Regions from separate parts of the Zea mays genome. Here region 1 is linked to region 2. Evidence: chromatin contacts called from public Hi-C data. All regions are on one chromosome and are shown on one strand. The core of a region is the stretch at or near the end of the contact, and the rest is flanking DNA. Distances in the headings are between cores, read along the strand shown. Region 1 has its middle 21 kb from the start of LOC109941990. Region 2 holds the start of LOC100281669 (sialin).

The links. Hi-C and Micro-C count contacts between places; a contact is called where the count stands out from the background.
Region 1: a contact with region 2 is called in a Hi-C map of leaf, with 4 times the contacts expected there. The contact joins the enhancer-like site here to the promoter of LOC100281669 in region 2. A contact is called at or near these places in 5 of 25 Hi-C or Micro-C datasets (ear, leaf and tassel).

What each region holds. Positions count from the first base shown.
Region 1 is chr8:99,918,423-99,923,115 of Zm-B73-REFERENCE-NAM-5.0, reverse strand. It overlaps the pseudogene LOC103635600. Among protein-coding and RNA genes, the nearest start is that of LOC109941990, 21 kb to the right of the region's middle. Within about 2 kb of position 1,510, at least 18 of the 20 cell types and tissues checked have an H3K27ac peak or open chromatin away from gene starts, as enhancers often do. A contact at or near this core is called in ear, leaf and tassel, where this site is marked.
Region 2 is chr8:99,714,306-99,719,053 of Zm-B73-REFERENCE-NAM-5.0, reverse strand. It overlaps LOC100281669 (sialin), which reads left to right and starts at 2,528. Exons shown (of 8, transcript NM_001154589.1): 1 at 2,528-3,377; 2 at 4,440-4,666. The coding sequence starts at 2,943.

The DNA of each region.
Region 1 (4,693 bases), core at 261-2,760, 210 kb before region 2:
GACCGGGGTTAAGCCTTAGAGCTGTGCTTTGGCGTGAGACAGTCGAGATGATTTTTTAACCACAGCTGAAATTCGTTCCCACGGAGGTCTAACCCAGAATCTGAGGAGTGTTACTTAGACCACTTATCGAACTCGGCTAAAGGCTCTTTCGCAAAAAAAAAAGAAGACAATCTTGGATGCTGCTGTTGGCCGGCGGCACTTTGCAAGAGAATCAATATGGTTCTTTGATGCTTCAATTTGAACATCAACATGCCCCTAATTCCAAGTTTTGACGTCAGCACGTAAGCATTTTTTTCTTTGATTGGAAAACCTTGAAGGGCTAGTTTGGAACCTTATTTTTTCAAAGTATTTTCATTTTCAAGAGAAATTAGTTCATTTTACCATAGGAAAATAGAAATTACTTGAAAAAATGGAGTTCCCAAACTAGCCCGAAGCGGAGAAAAGTTGGAAAGAAGAAAAGAGAGCAGAGAAAAGTATAGAGATTTAGTCATACCTTCCATGTTCCCATGGTCTGATACACAGCATGACATCCTTGTCTGCAAGAACTGCACTGACTGGAATAACTCCAACACAGAATCTGTAGAGCAAAGACAACTTGAAACCATAAGTGTGGTTGCATACTCTGAAGCAAAATGGGGAAGTGACCAACAGATACTTACGTAATGAGTATAGTTAATAAACAAGAGTGTAGTAGAAAAGAAACCACCATGTCAGCTATTTGTTTTCCCAATCACATGCCAGCATTTTACCAGTTCTAGTTACGCCAAATTGGATCTCATCAGCAATCATCAAAACGTTGTGTTTAGAACAAAAGTCTCTCACACCTTTCAAATAGCCATCTGATGGGATTACTACCTACATGTACAACATGAAATGAAGATCAAATTCAAAAAAAGTTAAAATAAAAAAAATTTAACCATCAATGGTAACTGAAACAAAACACCAAGAAGTGCCATAAAATCAAACCAAAACTATATATTTGAAATCAACTTGTTCCTGGTTCACTTTACCACCAGTCCACCGCAGCTAGCAAAGTGAGAAATCATCCAAACCAGACGAACCAAACATATAATAGTTAGTTAAAATACGTTAAACCAAATGGATGGTATGTGACAAATTCCAGGAAAAATTTTCATAAAACTTTATGAGCTTATAGTGATTAAAAACATGGGCTTATTATCTATGTGTTTGCACTAACACCTACTCCCTCCGTCATAAATTAAAATTTATTTTAGATTATTAATAGGTTCATACAATACTTGAATATGAGATGAGTTTTTCACCCATAATGAATACGAGGATAGGTACGGAGATGAATAACTAGGGTGCTATAACCCGGTCATTGACATTTTGTACAGTACAGGTGATGGCGGGTTGTTTTTCTACAAATCCAAGGACCTTTCTGCGAAATGTTTTCCGTGGATCGCTTTCCAAGCAGCAATCCCGTGTAGGTTTTAATAAGAAGAAGAAATGCCCCGCGACCCACGTCCCCTCCGGCCCTCCCTCTATCTTTCGCTCGCTCTCGGCGACAGCTGGGTGACCGTCGTCGCCGCCGCCCTTCTCCAGGTGCCCAGGTCTTCGCAGGTCCCTTTGCCGCCTCTTCGCCGCCGACGAGCACCAGCCAGGTATGCGCACCCCTTCTCGGTCCTTCCTGCTGCGCGAAACCGAGCGCCCGAACCCTAATTTGAGCTATCTGTATTCGGATCTAACCCAATTACAAGAGCGCGCATGTATTATGGCTCCTAGCTTCCATTTTTTACACATGCATGTCCTTTGCTGGGCCCGCCCCTGTCCGAACCCTAACCTAAGCTATTTGGATCTGATTTAGTTACGAGTATATATGTGTATTTGCATCTATTTGGATCTTGCGGTTCCTAAGGATAACGGCTGAGATGTCGTTTATGAAGGTGCTCGATGTTTTGATTGTTTTCTCCACCACATCCTAAGCTATGTCTTCTATAATAACTCTCTTATATAATAAGTATCACACAAAAAAATTCCCTATAATGTTTACGTAATTTGCACATCATCGTTTATTGTAAAGTAACTCAAATACGTAACAGAGCGTGCCCAAGGGTGCACGCTTGCTACTAGTATGTATTAGCCACCACACAGATTACAGTAGACTTCATTGTATGCATCTGTTGCAGTGGAGTCATTGTATGCATCTGTTGTGTGTATTGTTGCCTTGTGGCTTGTTACTTACAGCTACAACTGAATATGTCTGTACATCTCAAGGTTGTTTAGGAGACTTAATTACTGTAATTTGGGTTGGTTTGAAGGAAGAAAAGAAGCTGAACCATGGGGAAGAGAAAGTCAGCTGCTAAGCCACCTCCTAAGAAGCGGATGGACAAGCTTGACACTGTATTTTCCTGCCCATTTGCAACCACGGGAGTAGTTTTGAGTGCCGAATGTGAGTATCATTTTCCAAGCTTTTCTGTTTAGCTTTTGATGCTAGATTTAGTATCACATTCAGAATTTTTTACTTGATTTCTCTCTTTTATCCAGTGACATGAAGAATCTGATTGGCGAAGCATCTTGTAGAATCTGTCAGGAAAACTTCAGCACAACTATTAATGGTATGCCAAACCTATGTATAAAATTGTACTGGTTGCTCCTAATTTCACTTCTATGAACTGTACTAATTTGCATCGAAGAAAGTTTGGTCCCAAACAACTCGTGAACTCGTTTTCTTATTATTGGGCTGATGGACAAGGCAACGTGAAATTTTTCATGGTACCTGGGAACAGAACATAGCCTACAAACTGCAGAACCATTCCCATTTCATCTTGTAGTCTTGTCTTGCTAATAATGGACTTTGTGGGTTGTCTGTTCCCTGTGTAATTCATTTGACCATGATAGTTCTTGATCATGTGATATCATAGAATGTGTCAAAAACTTCATCACATCAAAATTAAAACTGGATAGAACACTATACATAGGTAATAGTAGAATTAAATGTTAAGAAGTATTTCTTTATGTTTATTTTAATTACTAATTGTTTTACGTGATGTCTTTTCTTGCAGCACTCACTGAGCCTATTGATATGTAAGTCAATCATGTCAATCTTTGCAAATTAGTGAAAAATCTGTGATGTTTATCCTCAACTGGAACTGAGCTGGAATCCTTTTCTTTTCCTCACAGATATAGTGAATGGATTGATGAGTGTGAACGTGTTAACACTGTTGAAGGCGACGATGATGCGTGAGCTTGCCCCATGCGGATGAAACTGTTACCTACAATCGTAATGTAATGTGCTGGTATTCTCGAATGCCATAGCCCATAGTCAGCCATGGCTTGGAATAACGTAGTGGCTGACTGATATGCCAGTAGGCACCTTATCTAGTACTTACAGAACTACAAAAAGTTTGTACTATACATGTATGGACAACCTTATAAGTGGCTATGTGTGTACCTATCCTAACGCTCATCCCAGATGGTGTATCGGCGTTTTTCTGTGAGATTGTTTTCAAGCAAGGGTTGTTCATTCATTGGGTCTTCTCAGGACAAAGAGAATTATGCTACAGTCAACCAGATGGCCGCTGTTGCGCCGACAATACAGGGGTCATCCAGTTCATTTTAAGGGCTTTGTAGAGCAAATGCAACCAGAATATAATTTGCAGCTAAAGATATTCATAGGTAGAATTGTTTTCAGTTCATTCAACGCTGAAAGCAGTTTCGGTTTGGAGGCTGAGCTTTGGATCATTGGATGGCACTTGGCAGCTTTGGCACCTGGAGTACCGCTCATTAGTTTTTCATCAAGTCGTTTATTTCTTGTGCACATTGCTGGAGTGGAGACTCGGAGATCGAGATCAAGACTGTACGCATCATAAACCGATCAGTGTATTCTTAGTGTATTCTTCGTAGTAGAAAATAAGCAGCAGCAGGTATAGCTGCTTTACGCTATTTCCAATCATCCCGTTGATATATTCCCTTATCTATATTTTCTACTATATTTTAGTACCACACCTTAAAAGATTCTCCCGTACATAAAAGACGTCTTCAACCATTCCTTCTAAACAACCCCCCTTATATAATACTCTTCTGTTCCAATTTATAATTCGTTTAACTTTTTTACCTCAAATTTAATAGACTTGTCTTATTTAAAAAATCATAATTATTATTAATTTTTGACGTGATATTGTGTAGCATATAATATACTTTAAATATGATTTTGAATTTTTCGCAAGAAAATTGAATAGGACGAGCAAGCCAAACAAATTATAATTTAGGACGGAAAGAGTATAACTCAATTATTTAATATTATCTCTTTAGAGGAAGAAGTAGGGAAAATCAATCTTTCTTTATTTTTGGTTTTGGATTACCAATCCATTTAATCAAGCTTTATTTATTTTTCAGTTCTCGACAACGAACCCTTTTTAAATGTAGTTGGGAGAATTTACCTAAGAAATAGGTACAAAAAATGAAAAGGCTGAAATGTGGGAATATAATTTATACCAATACTGACTATCCATTTTCATTATTGTATTTTCTAAAATGGCATATAAAGTCCCTAGTTTGGTTTGTTAATTGAATGACAACATATATGGACTAACATGTATTTGATGTGAGACACGGATGATTAGTTCATAAGTACACTAGTGTGAGCAACTTGAGCTATATTGGTGAAGTTGCTTGAATTTGTTGCAATATTTAACTAGCACGGTTCAAGGAGCTTATCGCATATGAGACA
Region 2 (4,748 bases), core at 1,279-3,778:
TCTTCATCGGATATTTTTTGTTTCGGAGAAGATGCTTTCTTCTTCTTTGGAATCTTCTTTTTTGGTGTCTCTTCTTCATCTTTATTTGAAGCTTCGGTTATCCTCTTCCTTTTCTGGCCTCCGGCATTTTTGTTTAGGTTGTCATAGTCAGGATATTCAAACCCCAGGGCGTCCAACACTCGGTTTAGCCTTCGCTTCGGACGGGTGCCGAAGGCCGCGGTCATCAATTGATCTTCTTTTTTAGAATAATTGCCAAGTATCTCATTGCACATCACTTCAATTGTATCTAACCACTCTTGGCAAGGTGTTTTGAAGTACTTTTTAAACTTGAAATAGTAAGGTAAACGTACAAGTTCACCTTCTTTCTTCTCCCCCTTTAGTTTCGGCATTTCCCATTCTTTCAAACTCGGGAAAACTCTAAAAGCCAAAAATTCCTGAACCAGGTCCCTTGTACCGATATGCTCTGCAATAATTCTGAATTCATCTATTGCTTGTTGTGTGGGACCTTCGGGTGTCATGTCGCAGCGAGGCCGGGTTTCTCCGAAGATCAGTTCCAGTGGACTTTGCACAAGCTTCTCCTTGTCGTCATCAACTTTGACATAGAACCACTCTGATTTCCAGCCTGCTGCCCATTTGCTTCGGTAGCTGATTACCGGAAATTTTGTAGTTTTCCGATAGGCGAAGTTGTAACAACCAAAATTGTCGTGCAGCCCATCCTTTCTAGCCTTTGTCTGATAATGTAACTCGTGAACACGGCAAAAGCTGTCTGCAAATGGTTCCACCGCTTGGCTTCGGAGTGCCCAGATATAAACGCTAAGCCTAACGATGGCGTTAGGGGTCAGCTGGTGAAAATAGATACCAAACCTCTTCAGTACCTCCGCAATAATTCCATGTAGAGGGAACCTTAATCCAGCCTTTAGAAAACTTTTGAAAATAACAATCTCATCCTTCTCTGGCTTCGGGGTAGTCTCTTCTCCCCCGAAGCGCAACAGCTTCTTCTGATTTTCAGTAAAAAAGCCTGATTTTACCATCTTGGACAGATCAGCCTTCGAAACAGTAGATTTCCCGAAGTCCAAGTGGCTGGGTTTGCTCGGCATGGCAATGCGGTAATCATCTTCGGGATCAGTTTCCTCAATATCTTCTTCCTCTGCTTCAGCGATTGCTTGTTCTGCATCTTCACTAGGAATCTTTTCCGAAGTCACTAGCCCAGACCGTTGCATGGCTTCGGAAATAGGGACAGTCTCCGAAGTTTCAGTTTCCTCCCCCTCACGTTCAACCCTGGCGGTAGAACGCACTCTGGCCATTTAATTATGAACTTGTGGAACTTTAATACTTTCTTCCTCCGAAGCAGGTTTCAAGCAGGAGCTTCGTTCGATTCCGACAGACAAGCTTCGGCGACGGTTAAAAATTTTGGCAGCAAAACAGTGCAAATAGCAATGAATGCTGTGGTAACTTCACACCTACTCGTCTGTTTATATAGTGCTGCAGGTAAGAAGGCGAAGCGCCAGAATTTTTACACCAGGAGGACACCCGCTTGTACTCGCTGCGCAGTGGACCGCAAAGATCAAACAGTAACTCTGCAAGGTGGGTCCGACACGGGATCGGAAATTGAATCGTTTCTCGGCAACGAGCTCAGGGAAGGTGTTTTTTGGACCTTCGGCTTCCCGAAGCTTAAGAGGCTTTTTTCACGGATCAAGCTCGTTACGAAAAACGATCTAGCGCCGCGAAAGGGGCTACTGTTGGGACCATACTTCGTTGCGCCGAAGGTCCTACACGAAGAAGCAGCTTCGGCTGAAGTCGCCCCCAGGAGACGCCCGAAGGTTCCTTTTTATGGAGCTTCGTCGTTACAAACCGACATAGAGATAGAATGACCTTTTTATCCTTAGAGGTCTGAGTCAACGTTGTAAACTTTTGTAAGGGGCAAAATTGTAATTCGTCACAGGCTGCGTCCTGTGTCTATAAATAGATGAACAGTACCTCTGTACTGTTCACGCGAACCTTTCATTTGCCTTCGCATCACGCTTGGACTTTTGCCTTCTGTCAAGCCTAAGGTACAAATGTAATTCAGTATTATTTATGATGATATAATAAAGAGATATTCATGATGTCATATGATTATGTACGTTACCTTCAATATTTCATATGCTTCTTCTTTTATTTATATATATATATACTGCGATTATGAAGGTACGTCCTTCATGACCTTCGTCTGAAGATCATTATATCCCGAGGGAGATAATGCTTCGAAGGACGAAGGGCATTAACCATTAACATTTTTGTGTTGCCTTGTTTTTAACTCATAGCATTTGAGAACAAGTCGCCAAGGTCAGGGTGCGTCGAGTCACCTTCTGGCCTTCGCCGTGGACGGGTAGGTGGCGAATCGGGCGACGAGCCGTGGTAGGTGCGGTTCCCGCCGGACGCCGGCACGGCGCCTCCGCAATCCTTGACCCTTCCCGAAGTCCGTCCGCCCAGCCACCAAAACACCAACCCGACACCGCTACAACACTGCCATTTTGCCAGAACCAAAACCAACCAAACAGTTCCTTCGCCGATTTAAGCCACGTGACTGCCAATCCGGCCAGGCTCTCCGTGCACTACTTGTCTCCTCCCTCGCTCCGTCCGATGTGCCTGCTGGCACAGCGCCACCTACCACCCTCAGCTCGACCCAACTCCCTCGTCAGTCGTCGCCCCGCGTCGCGTGGTCCTAATTTAAGCCACCAACTGCCGATCAACGGCGCTCGCCCGCCCGCCCGCCCGCCAGCCCGCGCACGCCGCTCGCTCCCCACTCACTGCCATGGGCCTGGCTCGCCGCGCGACGCTCCCGTCGATCCCTGCCGCGCTCCTCTGATAGTCACAGCTAGCCAGGCGGCCCCGCTTGCCGTGTGTCGGGCTCGGCTTGTCCCACGCGCGGGCGCGGAGCGGGTTGTTGGATCAAGCTGACCATGGCGTCGGTCAGGTCGTGCGCGTCCGTGAAGTCCGCCGTGAGGAGTCCTGTCAGTTACAGATCCACGAGGGCCGTGGCGGCCGGCTCGGGAAGGCTGCGCGTACGCTCCTCGTCGCTGCAGGCGCTCGCCGGCTGCGCCAGCGGCGGCGGCGGCTTCGGCTTGCTCGGCAGCGATGATGGGCCGAGGGTCAGGCGGGGCGGGCGGGAGGTCCTCGCCACGTGCAGCGCGAGCTTCGACGGGGTCCGCCCCGCCGTCGTGGCGGGCGCCGCCGCTCAGCCCGGGTCGGCGGCGTTCCCCGAGCGGGCCAAGGTGGTGGCGCTGGTGGCCACCATCATGCTGCTCTGCAACGCCGACCGGGTCGTCATGTCCGTCGCCGTCGTGCCGCTCGCCGCCCAGCACGGATGGTCCAGCTCCTTCGTCGGCATCGTCCAGGTAAGCACCGCGCGGGTCAACTAGCGCAGCCTTGTAAAATCTCTCCTCTCCCTCTCCCGTCTCTGCGCGTCGGCGAAAAAGTAGGAGTGAAAGCAAACGCCCCTTTGTTCTCGACAAGTTTTAGGCAACGTTTGCTGCCCTGTCGCTCAACAACAAAATGTGACGTCTCGGACGATCTGGTCGTGGCTCAACAAAGTCAACCCTGCATCGTCACGTCAACGCCAGACGCCATGAGGCAGCGACTGAAGCAATACATTTTGGAAGCACGCGGAACTGCAATGATGGGAGACGGCCGGTCTGCCAGCTTCATTCTACAGTCTTGCCGTGTGCCACCCAGAGCAGCTGCAAGCCACCAACCCGTCACCAGAACACGATAAATTTGATAATGGAGAATGGTGTTTGCCTTCGCTCCCTTATCACGGGCGATAACGATATATATTTAGCTTGTATTATACTCCAGAATAAAAATGCATACGTAAAGTCAAGGCCATTTTTCTTTTGGAGCAATCCAAATTATGCAGTGAAGGGATGCAACTTGATGGGCATCAAAGTTCCCTGATACAGACAGGATTCAGATTAGATGATTGGGCTGACGAGGAACAGCAAGATTGTACTGGGGGAAAAGATCAATGATTGAAACAGTCATTCCTCAAGGGAAAAAATATATAATAGAAGCAGTCAACTTAAAGTTTCATGTGGTGTATGCCCTGAAGATCAATATACGTTTTAATTTGCAGCCATTAAGCCCAAATGCTTGGCTCTTCAGTTACAACCCTACATGAATCAGCTAATCTCAAGACAACCAAAGTGCCTTCATCAAAACAAGAGCGATCCACGACAACTTCATCTATGTTCGCAACCTTGCGCAATATTTCAACAGATCAACACCCCAGCCTTACTCTTCTTCTCTATTAATATATGCTGGGAAGAACTCCTGCCGGTTGTTTAAAAAAAATGGCCCAAATGCTTAATGCATGACTATAGCTGGGAACAAGCACAGCTATCTCTATCTTGCTATTAAGCTGATTGACTGAGGTTAAATTTTTCTTACCATGTCTGCAGTCATCGTTCTTATGGGGATATGTTTTCTCATCCATGGTTGGAGGAGCTTTGGCAGACAGATATGGCGGGAAGAAGGTGATGGCAGGTGCTGCTGCGCTATGGTCCTTGGCTACAATCCTCACTCCGTGGGCAGCCTCTCGCTCCACCATCATGTTGCTTGCTGTACGTGCACTATTTGGCCTCGCGGAAGGTGTTGCATTTCCGACGATGAGCACCTTCTTACCGAAGTGAGTAACAACTCTCACTCATTGGATCTGCTCATAATTGATGTTTGTTCGGTAGCCTTGTGTTAGGTTCTGGATCAGAACT